Regions from separate parts of the Mus musculus genome. Here all the other regions are linked to region 3. Evidence: chromatin contacts called from public HiChIP or PLAC-seq and promoter capture Hi-C data. All regions are on one chromosome and are shown on one strand. Each heading gives the region's core, a stretch centred on a gene start, on an enhancer-like site or on the middle of the called end of the contact. The rest is flanking DNA. Distances are from core to core; before and after follow the strand shown. Region 1 overlaps Zfp395 (zinc finger protein 395). Region 2 holds the start of Elp3 (elongator acetyltransferase complex subunit 3). Region 3 holds the start of Kif13b (kinesin family member 13B). Region 4 overlaps Msra (methionine sulfoxide reductase A). Region 5 holds the start of Pinx1 (PIN2/TERF1 interacting, telomerase inhibitor 1).

Region 1 (2,700 bases), core at 62-2,561, 720 kb before region 3:
AAAGATGAAAAGGAGGGGGGGGAGCCAGCATTGAAATAGCATGCACCAAAGCTCTGGGTTCAACCCCTAGCTCTGAACACACACACACACACACACACACACACACACACACACACACACACACAGAGGAAAAGAACGGGCAAAAAGCAGGTAATACATGTATAGGTGCAATCCCTATAGTCCTGAGGAGGCTGAAGCAGGGGAGAACAGCCTAGACAACACAGTAAGAAGATCCTGTTTCAACCAGCAGAAAGTAAATACATACATAACAGAGAGGGAATGTTATGGTTAAACCTGACTGAAACTGGGCTCAAACTCCTCCCCGGAGGAGACAGGGAGATAAAGGAGTGCTGACTTGGCACTCTCCCCAGAGCCAGGCAGGTCTCAGGGGAGGGGACTAGGAGCAGAGTCTCCCCGGGGAGACAGGCCCCAGACAGCTGGCAGCTCTGTGGCTTTTCCCGGCAAGCTTCGGAGCCTGGTGCTGGAGCTCAAAGGGCAAACACTCAGGTGGTTCCCTGTCTACTCTCAATTTAACAGACAATTTGGGGGCTGCTGTTCTTTCCTACCCCAGTAACCCAATAAAACATGGAGGATGGCTCAGGGGAAAAGGTGCCTGTCACCAAGCCCAGGGACCTGAACCACATCCCTGGGTCTCACATGGTAGAAGACTAGAACCACCTCCTGCAGACTAGGCTGTGTTCTGGCCGAACTCCACACGCACATGCGAGGTACAGGCACAGGCACACAGTAAGTGAATGAAAGATCATTTTTAATTTGGAGGGACAGTTGTACCCCTTTTTGCCGTGGAGAAAGCAGGGTCCCTTAAGAAAGCCACTCATTTGCCCAAGATCACCTTAGGAACCCGGTGGGGGAACATTTACAGTCTTGGTGGCTCCTCCTGGGTTTGGTTCTCCCTTCTCCAGGAATTGAGGGGTAGGAAGGGTGACCCAGGAAAGAAGGGGCCTCTGGCGAAAGGAGAGCAGGTGACATTTTCCTCCTTGAAGAGAAGCAGAGCATAGGATATAATTCTTTTTTCTTTCTTCTTTTTCCAAAGAAGTGCTTAGAGCAAGTGCCCTTTAGAACGTGGTCACCATTTGAACGGATTAACCTCAGACCCTGGTGATGCCAAATGAACAGAATGGCTGCTGACGGTGAGCCCACTTGGAAGAGGAGGCTGCAGGGTTCAGACGTCACTCCCTGACATTACCACATTCCCTGACAAGGCCAAATAAACAAGCAGAGGGCTTGGCGGAAGAGGCAAAGTACCTGGCGACGCTCCTGGCTGAAATCAATAGGTCACCCGGCAGCCCTGCACCTTCCCTGTGGCGGAGAACCAGGCTCCGGGTGCCAGCAAATGTGCCGGCGATTCAGGCACCAGGCTGGAGTGTGAGACTTACAACTAACAATGACAAACAGTGTGCGCACATGCAAGGAATACTGTGCCTGCACAGACACTCAACAGGGAGGGTGGAGATCAAGGCACTAACTAAGTACCCCTCAGGAATCAGTGTCCACTCCAGAAGCCACCAGCAACCACCACCTTCAAGTCCGAAGCTCCGCACCTCACCTGTGAGGGTGAGACTGCATCTGCCTCACTGAGCCAATGCCTGCACACTGCGCCAAATCCAGAAGGACCATGTTCCTCTCATGGCCGTGAGGCCCGTGCTAAATAACATAGCAAGTGACTCTGAGCTCTGCACAGCCACTGTCCACCAACAGCCATCTAGGAACTGGCATTGCACCGGGGTACCCGACCAGAACCTGAAATACAACTACTTACTCTCAAGGGAATCCAGAAGCCTACCATGGGTGAGCCACTAATTAACTGGAATCCCAACCAAGCTGACTTCAGCAAGCTAGGGGAAAAGAAATCCAACCTCTTGCTCTTAGAGGCCTCCTGGCCAGCAAACCCCCTGGGGTCAGTCCTCAGTGCATACTCAATGCAAGCCTAGACATTTAGGGAGTCCAGAGAGAGGGAATGTCTGTCTCCCACATGACCAGGCGCCTGTCACCTCTCTTCAGCCACGGTCTGCTCCCCTGCTCACTCCCCTGTGCCTACATCTGTCTTGGGGCCCTGCCCAGGGTGTTCAAGGCTGACTGCCAAACTTCCCCGGGGTGTGGCCTGGCCAGCCTCGTGGAGCAGATCCGGCCCACACTGGCGCTAGGACGCACTTGAGCACTGACTCACCAGAAACCTGGGGCCAGCAGTACCACTGAGCAAAGCCCCAGACCCTAGCCATCTGCTGACACGGCTGTGTCAGGGCCTAGGTCCTGAAGACAATGCTAAGTGGAGGAAGAAGACAAGGATGGTTCCAACCCTGCCCAGAGTAGAGGCACAGGCGCGCGCACACACACACACCTATGACCTAAGAGCACAGGTGCTCATGGCTACTTCATTAGAACGGTTGGTTACAACATCAACAGACAAGCACGGAATAGGAAACTTGACACACAAACCACAGTCTTTCAGAGGCTATGTTCAGGACCAGTCCAATAGCTTTGCTGATTCAGCTACCCAAGCTCCAGTAACTCGATGTGCAGTTCGAAATTTGTACTTCATTTAATCCTCCTAGATAATTCACAAGATATGTGCCCTGGCCATCCCCATTTCCCAGATAAGCAAACTGAGCCCCAGTGAGTTTGAGCAATTTTCCAGAACCACAGACACAGAAATGACAGCTCTCAGCTGGGAGTTCAGAT
Region 2 (2,700 bases), core at 179-2,678, 940 kb before region 3:
ACTCCAGAATCGCTAGAAAGAGACAGGATCAATAAGACCATTATTAGCTTGAAGTGAGACAGAGATATCTATAAGAGACTGAAATAATAATAATGATTGAAAATTCTAGAGTGGGGGGCCCTTATCTAAAAAAATATTTTCAGGGAAGTTAGTTTTGTTGACAAGAGGGTGGTATTAAGATAATTTGGTACACTGAAAAATCTCAAAGTCTTGACCAGGACAGTTTCAGTGTAGTGGTGACAACCAAGTCAGAGCTACCTCAACTCTACTGGGTAATAAGAAACTTGAAACATCACACCTTCCATTCTTTATTAATATCAAGGATTCTTAATCTTTGGTCCATACACAAAGGAGGTCATGGAAGGGTTTCAAGAAAAAGTTATTCCAAGTCCCATCTCCAGATGTTGCAAAATTTTGTACATGGTGTCTCACCTAGTGTTTTCAAGATTGTCATCAAGAAAAATCAGAGACCCAGGAATCCTCTAGGCTGCAAAGCCTGAAAGATCAAACTGATACTTGCTTCTTGTTTGCTGTCTTTTAGGGAAATCAGAACTTAGCGTTATCACACTGAAGGTTTAATGTTCATGGTATGTGGGATTTCTATCCCATCTCTATGTGTGGTGTATCTGAGCTCCCAAGTCCCCACACAAGGGCTACTCACTTCCAAGATTCTTGAAATAGGCACTTAGACAAGCAACTAAGTGCAAGATAAAGGTCTGGTATCTGTCTTCATTTTGTGCCTGTCTCCTTTATTTTGGCTGAAGGTACAAAGATTAATCGTCCTAAACCTACAAGTCACCTTGAGTCCAGAGAAAACAAAGTCTCAAAGGCTAGACTCCTGCCTATATAAGGACTATTATTCGTCAGGGCTGCACCTTGGAGCACTGAATGATCTCACCTTGTAGGAGCTAAATGGATCTCCGGAAGGGATGCAGCGATAAAGACTTTGACCACCTTGAAAACCAGAACTGAGATAATGATCAACCAGACCACATCTTAACCCAGGACTGTTTAAACATACCTCTTGTCTCCTGCCCTCAATTCTTCCATAACTTAAAAAAAAAAAAAAAAAAAAAAAAAAAAAAGGTATGTCAACACCCCGGGTGTCAGTGGGAGGGCGAATCTGGTCTCCTTTATGTCAACATTGTTGGCTATACTAGCGACAAGTGGCCCAGCCCCTCTTGCAGAAGTTGTCAAAGGCCAGGCTTTTGCTTAAGGAACTCTGGTTACAATTCACTTTCGTCCCAGCTTCTTGGAGAAGCGTCTAAACTGTACTATCGTTACTTCCCAGATCCACCTTTCTGGTCCCCAGGAATTCTCCAATGCCCCACTAAATCACTGTGCACATCCCCTCCCAGTCTCAGAGAGCTGGGAGCTGCCACCTAGACAGGGCGGGGCTCCGCGCTCCGCCTTCTGGGAAGAGCTTTATGGTACAGTCGCTGTGTTTTCACGACAGTCCCGGGCGGCTTTACGGCTGCTAAGTTTCTCCGCCTTCTAAACCGCGGTAACGTGGTGGCATATTGCTACGCCAGCGCAGAGATGAGGCAAAAGAGGAAAGGTGCAAAATACGTGGGACAAGGGCGCAAGGGAGGAAGTGGATTCTCTGAGATCACAGGTTGAAGCTCAATTTTCCATGGGAATTACTGCTTGGTCTGGGCCCGCGGGACCCCGGTTGGCGGGCCTCCCTTCCTATCTGTCCTTTGTAAAACAGCCCCCTTCTCTCTTCCCCTTTGGAAGAGACTACTTGTTGTTTTTTGTGTAGATGGGTAAACGGTACTGCTATTCCAAGATAACTTTCAGAGGAGATAGGTGTTGAGTTGCAGGTTAATTTGCGGTAATTTACTGGACGTGTTTATTTAAGGTGTTTTTGTTTTTTGTTTTTGTTTTTTAAATCTTAAAGTAGGAAAGGCCTCCTTAAGGTAGAGATTGTGCAGTTTGTGCAATAGCTTTACGTGACTTACTTGCATTTATTTTACCTCCGGAGTAGTCTGGAGTAACTGTGCAGTTTTTGGTTTTTTTTTCAACAGGATGAAGTCATTTTTTTTTAAATCTTTTTTTTTTTTTTGCAATAGATTCCATTCTTAACTCTGTACTGCCCTTGAAGAGTTGGTCTGATAATATTACTGTTGGATGTCACAATAATAGCTGGGTATTGAGCCTTTCCCAGTCATTTTGAAGACGTGTTGTCATTTCATGCTCGAAAAAGCTGAGGTTTGGTTAACTTTTCCAGTCAAAGTTTATACTTAGTGTGAGGAGCTGCCTGTGACATCGGAAGCATCAAATGAAAAGTCAGTGCGGTATTGGTCACCGCTCTTGGCACTAACTGGAACTGCCCTTCTAGACATGTTCTATATACTTGTCACATCAAACACAACATGCACTAGATCCGTTTGATCTTACTTTACTGTAACGTGTTTATTCCTAGGCTGGCAATCAGCAAGCCCCAGCCAGCCCGTCTCCCTTGCCCACTCCTCCATGGTCCCCACGTTACGGGCATGAATGTGGCCTAGCTTCGAACATGGGAGCAGGGATTCAAACTGAAGTTTTCATGTGTGTAGATCTGGCTTTTGTTTATCATCTACATTGATTGTATCTTTCTTTTTTTAGCTTTCTGACATATTTGTTATATTGGTAATCTCTCTTTTAAAAAAACTACTTTTTTTTTCTTAAGTTACAGAGTTGAGAATGTATAATTTTTTT
Region 3 (2,700 bases), core at 75-2,574:
AAATTTTAAGAATGTGCTGAACCCTTCCTTTCCGAATCATTCCCAGATATGTCGGATTTCATTTGGCTGTTTTCTTTTTTTCTTTAGTTTTTTTTTAATCGCAGTAATGATCACAATGAGGTGAAGTGATCTAAAATAAAGATGTCTGGATACTCAAAAAATGGGAGAACTGAAAACTTTCAGACTTCTAAGCTACTCACTCTGTTTTGTGAGAACCTGGATGTTAGGAGGCAATGAGCTGAGAGCTTAAAAAGTTCCGTCTTCAGGGGAAAAGCTTGCCTCATAGACTTCAGCAGGTTCAAGTAGGCAAACCAACGACAAGAAAACAGAGACACCAAGTTCCCAAGGAACAACCAACCAGAGAAATCTTTGTTAACTTTTACACCTACTTACCTCAATACATACACAAAAGGGCAAGGAGACAGAAAAACTATTTCCTACACACTAGACTTTAAACACAGTAAAACAAACTAGAAACCTTGGAAAATGACTCCTGCACTTAATAATGGCTCTAGCTAGTCAGTAGTCTAAATCAATTAGCAGCAATTCCATCTCCCGGGAGCGCGGCAGCAACCTCAATAACAAGACTTGTCTAGAAAGTGTTTTCAAACACATCACCTCATTTTAAGTACCCTGCCCAGTCACCCTCTGGTGAAGCTACAGAGGCAAAAAGCAGCTACTCCCCGGATTCAAGTTGGGCTTCAGTCTTTCCAACTTGGATAGATGATTTACGTGTCCTGGGTTTATCTACTTTCTCTACCCTCCCTACAGACTTCAGAGCATGTCTGAAAGATACAATTTCCCAAGAATCTTGGCACTGAGACTATTTATTGTTGAGATGATGACTATCACTTCAAGCAAAAGGAAAAAAAGGAAACCTCTCGACAGTCATAAACCAGAAAAGAACTAAGAAGGCATGCATGTCCTTCCTTTTCTGCAAACAGCCACAAGGTGCAGGTTCAAGGGAGAACGTGGAAAATCGAAAAGTAGGGCTGTCCGCCCTAAGAGCTGCGTACACAGGAGGACTGCGAGGCCGGAGCTGCCCCAGGCCTGGAGAGCTCGGTGACAGCTGGCGGGGCGGAGGGCTGAGGGCCCGACCGCGCCGTCGAGGGCGCACGCGCGCTGAAGGGAGCCCGCCGAGACCCCCGGGACGCCGAAGCTCTACCACCACAGGCACCTGTCGCCCCCGGCCCGGGACAAGCGCTCACCTCGTCGGTTCATTGGCCGGACCCGTACCGCCACTTTCACTTTGGAGTCTCCCATCGTGCTACCGCCGGGGTTCTCACTGCACCTCCGTCTACCTCGGCCACCGGACAAACTCTCCGAGGCCAACCCGGCGGGCGGGGGCTGTGGGGGAAAAGGGGGCGGGACCGACGAGGGGCGAGGACCGGTGCGTCCCGGGGCATGCTGGGATGTGTAGTTCCCACAAGTCAGGCCGAGGCGCTGGCGGGAAAATTCGCGCGCCGCTCTCTGGAACTTGTAGTCATCTGTCGCCGTTTTACAATTGTGCCGCTGTTCCTGTACCTCCCTCTCCTTTCTTTTCCTTCTCTTTCTTTACTTCTTCCTCTCTCTTCCTTCCTTCCTATCTGTTGCAGGATTTTCCCTGTCCATCCCGCAACACCTAACTTCTCTTTTGTGTGCGTGTGGAGAGTTTTCTGGACATTAAAATTAGCACTTTATGAATGGTAGGCAAGCGCTCTATCCTTGAGTTATATTCCCAGCCTTCCTTTTATTATTTTTTGAGATAATAAAAGTAGAGATAGTTTATTAAGAAAGAGAAAGCCAACTGGCCATGGTGTCACAGGCCTTTAACCCCAGCACTTGGGAAGCAAAAATAGGCTGATCGCTGTTGAGTTTGAGGCCAGTCTGGTCTATAGCATGAGATCCAGTATAGCCAGGAATATAAAGAGAAACCCTGTCTCAAAAAAAGAAAAAAGAAAAAGAAAGAAAGAAAAGGCACTTCTAAGAATAGGAATGGGCTAGTGAGCTGGGAAAATACATACACTGCCTTGTTGGTGCTGGGCCTTTCCCCTTCTGTGTAATGTACTTGTTATTTATTTATTTATTTATTGGATGTGTGTGTGTGTGTACACATGTGGGAGCATGTGTCAAAAGACAACTTTCAAGAGTCAGTTCTCTCCTTCTATCTACCCTGTGGGTCCTAGGGATGGAATTCAGTTATCTGGCTAGCAAGCCAGAACATTTACCCACTGAACCATCTCAATGGCCCTGTTTGGAGTTTTGTTATAGTTTTTCATTGGATGGGTGGGGTTTTTGGGGTTTGTTTTGTTTTGTTTTTTTACTTCTTTTTCTCTTCTTTTTTTATGTTTATGGATGTTTGCCTGAATGTATATCTGTATGCCTGTGCTGAATTCAGAAGAGGGCATCCGATCCCCTGGACCTAGAATTACAGAGAGTTGCGAGCCACCACATAGGGGCAGAGAATAGAGCCCAGTGAGCCAGCTCTCCAGCCCCTGTGCTTTGGGTTTTGATAGAGGTCCACATGAGTTGCTCAAATTAGCTTTTTACTTGCAATCTTCCTGTCTCACCCTCTCAAGTAGCTGGAATAACAGACCTGAGGCCTCTCTCGCCTGCCTCTGTATCTAGCCCTAGCTGGTCTGTAAACTCACTCAGTAGACAGACTGGTCTCCACTTCAGAGATCCATCTGCTTCTGCCTTCTAAGTGCTGGAGCTAAAGGT
Region 4 (2,771 bases), core at 79-2,578, 510 kb after region 3:
GAAAGATTTCTCACTGCAAATTGTTACAGGATTAAAGTTTTTTATTTTATGTTGATGAACTGAACTTCATTTATCTAAAAAGAAAAGTCCAGATACTTTGAAAGATTAAACCCCATCAGGGTGGACCATATAAGAAAGGGCCCAACCTATTACTTCAGTGCCACACACATGGGGACACTCTTTCCAACAGAGCCAGGAACATACCCAGTTGCCATTCCCCCCTCCCTCCACAGAGATGCCTGGGGTATTCACTACAGGAGGTCTTAGGCTCTCTCCTGGATTGTTCTGGCATTTCTCTTTCACCACAGGGAACCCTGCTGTCTCTTCTGTCCATGAGAGAGACAACAGGTGGAATCTATGTCCAGGGAGGCAGGAAGTTTCGGTGATTGCCCTGCCTATGTGGAAGTGAGGAGTGGGATTCTCTCACCGCCTCTCTCCACACCAGGTCCACGGTTGGCATTCCTGTGGGCCGGCAGCGTGCCCGGCTCCAGGCCACCACAAAGCACCCACACACACACTCCGATCTGCCGTCAGCAGCTGTTTCTGACAGGTGTCCCACTCTCTGCTGCAGATGGTGACCGAAATGGGCCCGTTGGCAGGCAGCACACGGTGCCACCCCCCTGCACATGATGATGCGGTCCCTGACATACTGATCAACCCTCACTCTATTCTGAGGCACCTTGCCTCTGGCTGCAGGTGAAGCCAGCATCCTCTTAGAACCCCCCCCCACAAGGTTCTAGGGGCCCCCACCTCAGCCTGGGACCCTTCAGCATTTGACAGTCTGTGAATCTAGAGGCTCCTTGTTCCAGACAGGCCCAGCTCACTATCCATCATGGTAGCAGGACTGTGTATGTCTTTGCTGGTTCATTTGGTGCAGTGCAGGATGGGATTTTCATAGCTCCCTAGGTATGACTTTGGCCTTGGCCCAGTGAGGCTACAAAGGTTAAGCTGCAGTGGCCCCAGGCCTCCAGATGCAGGGCCTGGGCCACTCCTGGCTCCTTCCATCTGTTATCCTGAGTGGAGTCCTGTGTACGGAAGACACACAAGACTTCCGGGAGCTGTTCCCCTAGAGAGGTGAGTGGGAGTCTGGTCTCTTGGTAAAATAACAAGATAGGGCCACATCCACAGCTGAGATAGGGATCCAGGAGGAGAAGGGGTCAGAAGGGAAAGTGGCTGCCCTTCTGATGTCCCCTTTCCTGCTGCCTGCCTGCACCTTAAACAGAGAGTTGTGGGCATTGCTAGGGCTCAGCTTTTCTGCCCACATCCCTGCAGGGGCCCCGCCTGCCCCATGTTTGGGCTGTTCATTCCAAACACTGAGCTAGCCAAGGCCGCCAGATGAGAGTGACATCTGGCTGAGACCACGGCCAAGTCTCTGCTGCTCTGTCCCTGGCAGGCAAGAGCTATGTTCCCAGTGCCAGGTTCTCAAAGAGGGAGACAGAGGGATGGGGGCAGAATAAAGCTCTGTGCTCCTTACCCAGCCATTTTCCTTCTTCCCTTCGTGATACTTAGTTGGAATCTGGATAGTCAAGGAGTAAAGGGCATCCTCCGGAGTGCTGGGGATCGTGGGAGTGGTGGAAAGAATCAGAGGTCAACACCAAGTGTGTGCACATGTGCATGCACACATACTGTGGACCACAAAGTACAAAGGATGGTGGGGAGTCAATCAGGTACCCGGAGTGACCTGAATGGGATCTGAATGACACAGCAGAAGCCTGCACTGTCTCCTGTTTTCCCAACACAAGGTCGGACTCTCCTTCCACCCTTCCGCGTAACTCTCTGTGGAGTGACAGCCTGGTGCCTGTCAGCCAGGCTGGAGCTAGAAAAGGAGTCATCCCATGTCCAGGAGGAGAGGCAAGATAGTGTTTCCATCTAGAGGCACTGGCAGAAAGTCTAATACTGATGGCCCAGTCTGGTCTCCTTTGGTCCATGGCCGCTTGTCAGCTGTGTGACCTCGGGCAAGCAACTGGACCTCTCTAAGTTTCTGTTATCCATCCGGAAAATAAAAGTAAGGCCCACTTGCTGTATTTTGTGAGCTTAAGAAACACCTCAAAGGAGAATATTGTCATTTTAGAAGTGAGCCAAGTCAAGTGTGGAAAGGTTGAAGGACTCGGTTGGCCAAAGTCGTGAAAGTAGATAAGGTATCGGGGAAAAGGGTTATGGGGTTCCCAGAGAAGCAGCTTTCAGCTCTCTGAGGGTTGGGGCAGCATGGCTCAAGACTTGTGGGTGTCTTCTGTCCTCAGCACTATCAGCCCTGTACCTCTCACACCCCTCTGTCACTTCAGAACACCCTCAAGCATAAACAGCAGTGTTGTCCCCCATTTGTCTGCTTCTGATTTTTGACTTCTGCAAGGTATGTAGGAATTTTCTTCTCTCTGTAAAATCCGTGGTTCAGGCTACTTCTCTGCCACGCTAGTGCACCATGAGGTTCACGGACTGGAGAAACTTCTGGGACTTCTCTCAGGGCTGGGAGAGTTTATGAGTTGTGTGTGTGTGTGCTCTTGAACAGAGGACAAAAAAAGAGAGCCACATTTCACAGAGCAGAGAATAATGACAAACCCTGAACCTTCACAGTTAAGCTTCCTCAGTCCCCTGTGTCCATGGTCGGTGTTGGGGGACCCATTTTAAAGCAGTAACATGAACAAGCAAGACTGGCTTAAGGGCGACAGATAGACAAAGGCAGGTAGTGGCTAGAGCTTGGAGGTGTTGGTGGGACTATGGTAAGGCTTGCATGGGACCATAATCACAATGCAAGCAGGGCAGTGCACAGCACA
Region 5 (2,700 bases), core at 69-2,568, 790 kb after region 3:
TGTCAGACCCATGTGTGGAGAATGCCTGCCAAGGGTTGCTGACCAAGGTTTGTAAGGAGCCCGCCTCTCCCCTAAGAAAGGCATCCCTGTCACATACTGACCCAAGATGCACTGCCCTGCTGCATAAAGAACTGGCTGTCAGGTCACTTGTTCATCCTGTATACCACTGACATTCCAAACTAGATTCATCCAGTTACCTCACTAAAATCTTTAAAGCCTGGGTGAGGCAGAGACTAGTTCATTTTCATGGAAGTAGAGACCAGGTGAACTGCCAGGAAGAGGGATCTACCTAGAAAGAGCAGTTTCCAGTCTATAACCTATTGAGCTGCCTTCAGGAAAAGCAGTGTGCTCCACTAAAACATGCTTTGTTCTAAAACGCCACAGTGACTTTTTTTGTTTGTTTGTTTTGTTTTTTCGAGACAGGGTTTCTCTGTGTAGCCCTGGCTATCCTGGAACTCACTCTGTAGACCAGACTGGCCTCGAACTCAGAAATTCGCCTGCCTCTGCCTCCCGAGGGCTGGGGTTAAAGGAGTTCGCCACCACTGCCCGATAGACACGATGGCATCTTTTAAAAAAGAAAATAATATGTTTATGTTCTTTGATAGCTACACAACTTCCAGGAAAAGTTAAAAGCCAGTTCTTTGTGAGCATCACACGACTGCCAACTGGTGGCAAGAATCCATAGCTACACGTAGTCTCATTCAGGAACAAAGTAGCTTCTGGGGAGGGAATTAGTGGACTTCAGAGGCTAACCACAGCTACTATCTCTCAGTCTCGATTAAAACCATTCATCAGCCTGCACTCCGGTCAAGAACTTATCACTGCCTGACACTTGTAATCCTTCTGCTTTTTTCCTCTGGGTCCAATACATTTTGGACAGTTGGAATTCAGGGCCTGAAGCGATGCTATGGGACCTATCTTTGTGAAACCCCAGGACACTTGGTTCGAGCCTGGAAAAGTGAAAGAATCTCCAGGAACAACAGTCTGAGACTCGGTGTCCTGAATGTCGGAATGCACGCGTGCGCGCACGACCCGAGCCTTTAGTACCAGGAACTGAGTCTGCGGGACGTTGCTGTTCTCTGTCCCTCGCGGGCCCGGCAGTCACTGCTGTCCCCACTCGGGCCTGAACACCCGCGCCCCCGTCATCCCATCACCCGGTCGTCCAGCTCGGCAGACACTCACGCTCTGCTAGCATCGACATTGTCTCAAGTTTGTCGAACGCTGCCTCTGGCCTGACGCCCAGCGGTTATGAGGAACCTGAAGCGCGGTTAAGGAAGAAGCCGGCTCGGAAAGCACGCCGGGTGGAGAGCTTCGCTGGGGCGCGTACTACTGACGTCACCACGCGCGACTCGCTACCAACTGCATGAAGCGGAGGGGCGGACCCGCCTTGGGGGACTGAGGCACAGATTCTTTCTAGGGCTGGGGCAGAGCTGGTTCGTGCGCAGTTCGCAGTTTAACTCTGAAAGCGGGTGTGCAAGCAACCTTAGAGTTGTCCGGGGTTCTGTGAACCATGGGTACATTTAAAGAGCTGGAGAGACGGCCGAAGAGGAAGGTATTGGCACTGGAAGGGACCTATGCTCTTCACACTCTACCTCTGCCCATTGTGGGATGCTGAGAGAGGAGGGAGGGAGGGAGAGAAGGCAGAAACAGCCACCTAGCTGGCAAAGTCAAATGAAACACCGTGGTTTTGTGCTTAACGGCCGGCCGAGAAATGTTAACTCTTTCGTGGTCTTCGCTGTGACAGACTTAAATCCCAGAGGCCTTTCCCAGTTCCATCGCTCTCCCTGGCATTTTTGCTCAATGCGTCCTGTCACATTCTGTTCCCTCTTTTTGCTGTCCTGTCTCCTCCAAAGGTGTGACCTCAGCTATCTCCCACGCTGTTTATTTGCCCTTTTTTCCTCTAGCCTCTCCCTTCAACGTCCCTTTCTTTGTCAAGGCTTCGACTTCCAAATAGACCTTAGCTTTTCTCAAATCTTCTTTGTTTAGCCATGCCTTCAGCACCGGCCAGTGCCCTTACCTTCCAAAGGCTCTTCTTCCCTCGTTTTGTCTTTCCTTAGGAAGGTCACATCCATTTTTCATCAGACCTAACAAGATACCATGTAGACCCCCGATGCACTCAGGGCAACTCTTCTATGATGCAGTGTGCTGGTGAAATAGGGCTGTGCTGGAGGACCTGAGAATCAGGCATGACTGTCACGTTTACCTACCTGTAAGATGAGGACATTGATAGCCCCCAGCCAAGAATGATTGTGTACTTGACCACCAATTATTAACAAGAAAGAAGAGGCAGTAAATGTGACCGTGTGGCAATGGGGCTGGGTCTGACCAAATCACCTACTTAGGATATCTGGGCTTTGCCCCAAATCCTTTCCCTTTCCCTGGGCCAGGGTTCCTGTTCTAGATAACCAAGCCCAAGCCCAGGTAAACGGTGAGCTTTAAAGAAGGAGGGCACACAGGAGCATTTCCTCACATTCAGTGAGGACACCAGCTTTGATGTATGACCCCTCACTCCTCTCTAAAAGATCTTTACAGGACAAGGCAGATTCACCAAAGAGTAGAATTCCTGGTGAGTGTCCCTGGATCACAGCATCAGCTACCTTTGAAAGTCTTTGTCCTTTGTTTGTTTGAAAACATCTTTGGGGAGCATCGTAAACTTCTATTGTCCATTAACCCCAGTTTAAGAAGAATTGGAGGAGCAAG

Evidence for each region. Promoter capture Hi-C pulls out the DNA fragments that hold promoters and counts their contacts. HiChIP or PLAC-seq counts read pairs in DNA pulled down with a chosen protein or histone mark.
Region 1: a promoter capture Hi-C map of liver shows a contact between it and region 3, with 2.0 times the contacts expected there. The contact joins the enhancer-like site here to the promoter of Kif13b in region 3. A contact is called at or near these places in 5 of 39 promoter capture datasets (the C10 cell line, hematopoietic stem and progenitor cells, liver and 1 more) and 1 of 9 other capture datasets (adipose tissue).
Region 2: a contact with region 3 is called in a FOXA1 HiChIP or PLAC-seq map of pancreatic cancer cells. The contact joins the promoter of Elp3 here to the promoter of Kif13b in region 3. A contact is called at or near these places in 2 of 39 promoter capture datasets (3T3-L1-derived adipocytes and liver) and 2 of 115 datasets of contacts at active chromatin or transcription factors (embryonic stem cells and pancreatic cancer cells).
Region 4: a contact with region 3 is called in a promoter capture Hi-C map of hippocampal neurons, with 2.4 times the contacts expected there. The contact joins the enhancer-like site here to the promoter of Kif13b in region 3. A contact is called at or near these places in 3 of 39 promoter capture datasets (3T3-L1-derived adipocytes, hippocampal neurons and liver), 3 of 115 datasets of contacts at active chromatin or transcription factors (bone marrow-derived macrophages, differentiating embryonic stem cells and extraembryonic endoderm stem cells) and 1 of 9 other capture datasets (liver).
Region 5: a contact with region 3 is called in an H3K27ac HiChIP or PLAC-seq map of extraembryonic endoderm stem cells, with 4 times the contacts expected there. The contact joins the promoter of Pinx1 here to the promoter of Kif13b in region 3. A contact is called at or near these places in 1 of 39 promoter capture datasets (pre-B cells), 1 of 484 Hi-C or Micro-C datasets (CD4 T cells), 1 of 115 datasets of contacts at active chromatin or transcription factors (extraembryonic endoderm stem cells) and 1 of 9 other capture datasets (liver).

What each region holds. Positions count from the first base shown.
Region 1 is chr14:65,374,417-65,377,116 of GRCm38.p6, reverse strand. All of the region lies in intron 1 of Zfp395 (zinc finger protein 395), which reads right to left. Among named protein-coding and RNA genes, the nearest start is that of Zfp395, 17 kb to the right of the region's middle. Within about 2 kb of position 1,311, at least 298 of the 459 cell types and tissues checked have an H3K27ac peak or open chromatin away from gene starts, as enhancers often do. A contact at or near this core is called in adipose tissue, hematopoietic stem and progenitor cells, liver and 1 more, where this site is marked.
Region 2 is chr14:65,591,840-65,594,539 of GRCm38.p6, reverse strand. It overlaps Elp3 (elongator acetyltransferase complex subunit 3), which reads left to right and starts at 1,428. Exons shown (of 15, transcript NM_001253812.1): 1 at 1,428-1,615. The coding sequence starts at 1,540. It also overlaps a transcript of Nuggc not described here.
Region 3 is chr14:64,651,165-64,653,864 of GRCm38.p6, reverse strand. Kif13b (kinesin family member 13B) reads right to left here and starts at 1,324. Exons shown (of 40, transcript NM_001081177.2): 1 at 1,209-1,324. The coding sequence starts at 1,263.
Region 4 is chr14:64,138,093-64,140,863 of GRCm38.p6, reverse strand. All of the region lies in intron 5 of Msra (methionine sulfoxide reductase A), which reads left to right. Among named protein-coding and RNA genes, the nearest start is that of 9630015K15Rik, 23 kb to the right of the region's middle. Within about 2 kb of position 1,328, at least 55 of the 459 cell types and tissues checked have an H3K27ac peak or open chromatin away from gene starts, as enhancers often do. A contact at or near this core is called in hippocampal neurons and liver, where this site is marked.
Region 5 is chr14:63,858,930-63,861,629 of GRCm38.p6, reverse strand. It overlaps Pinx1 (PIN2/TERF1 interacting, telomerase inhibitor 1), which reads right to left and starts at 1,318. Exons shown (of 7, transcript NM_028228.3): 1 at 1,183-1,318. The coding sequence starts at 1,201.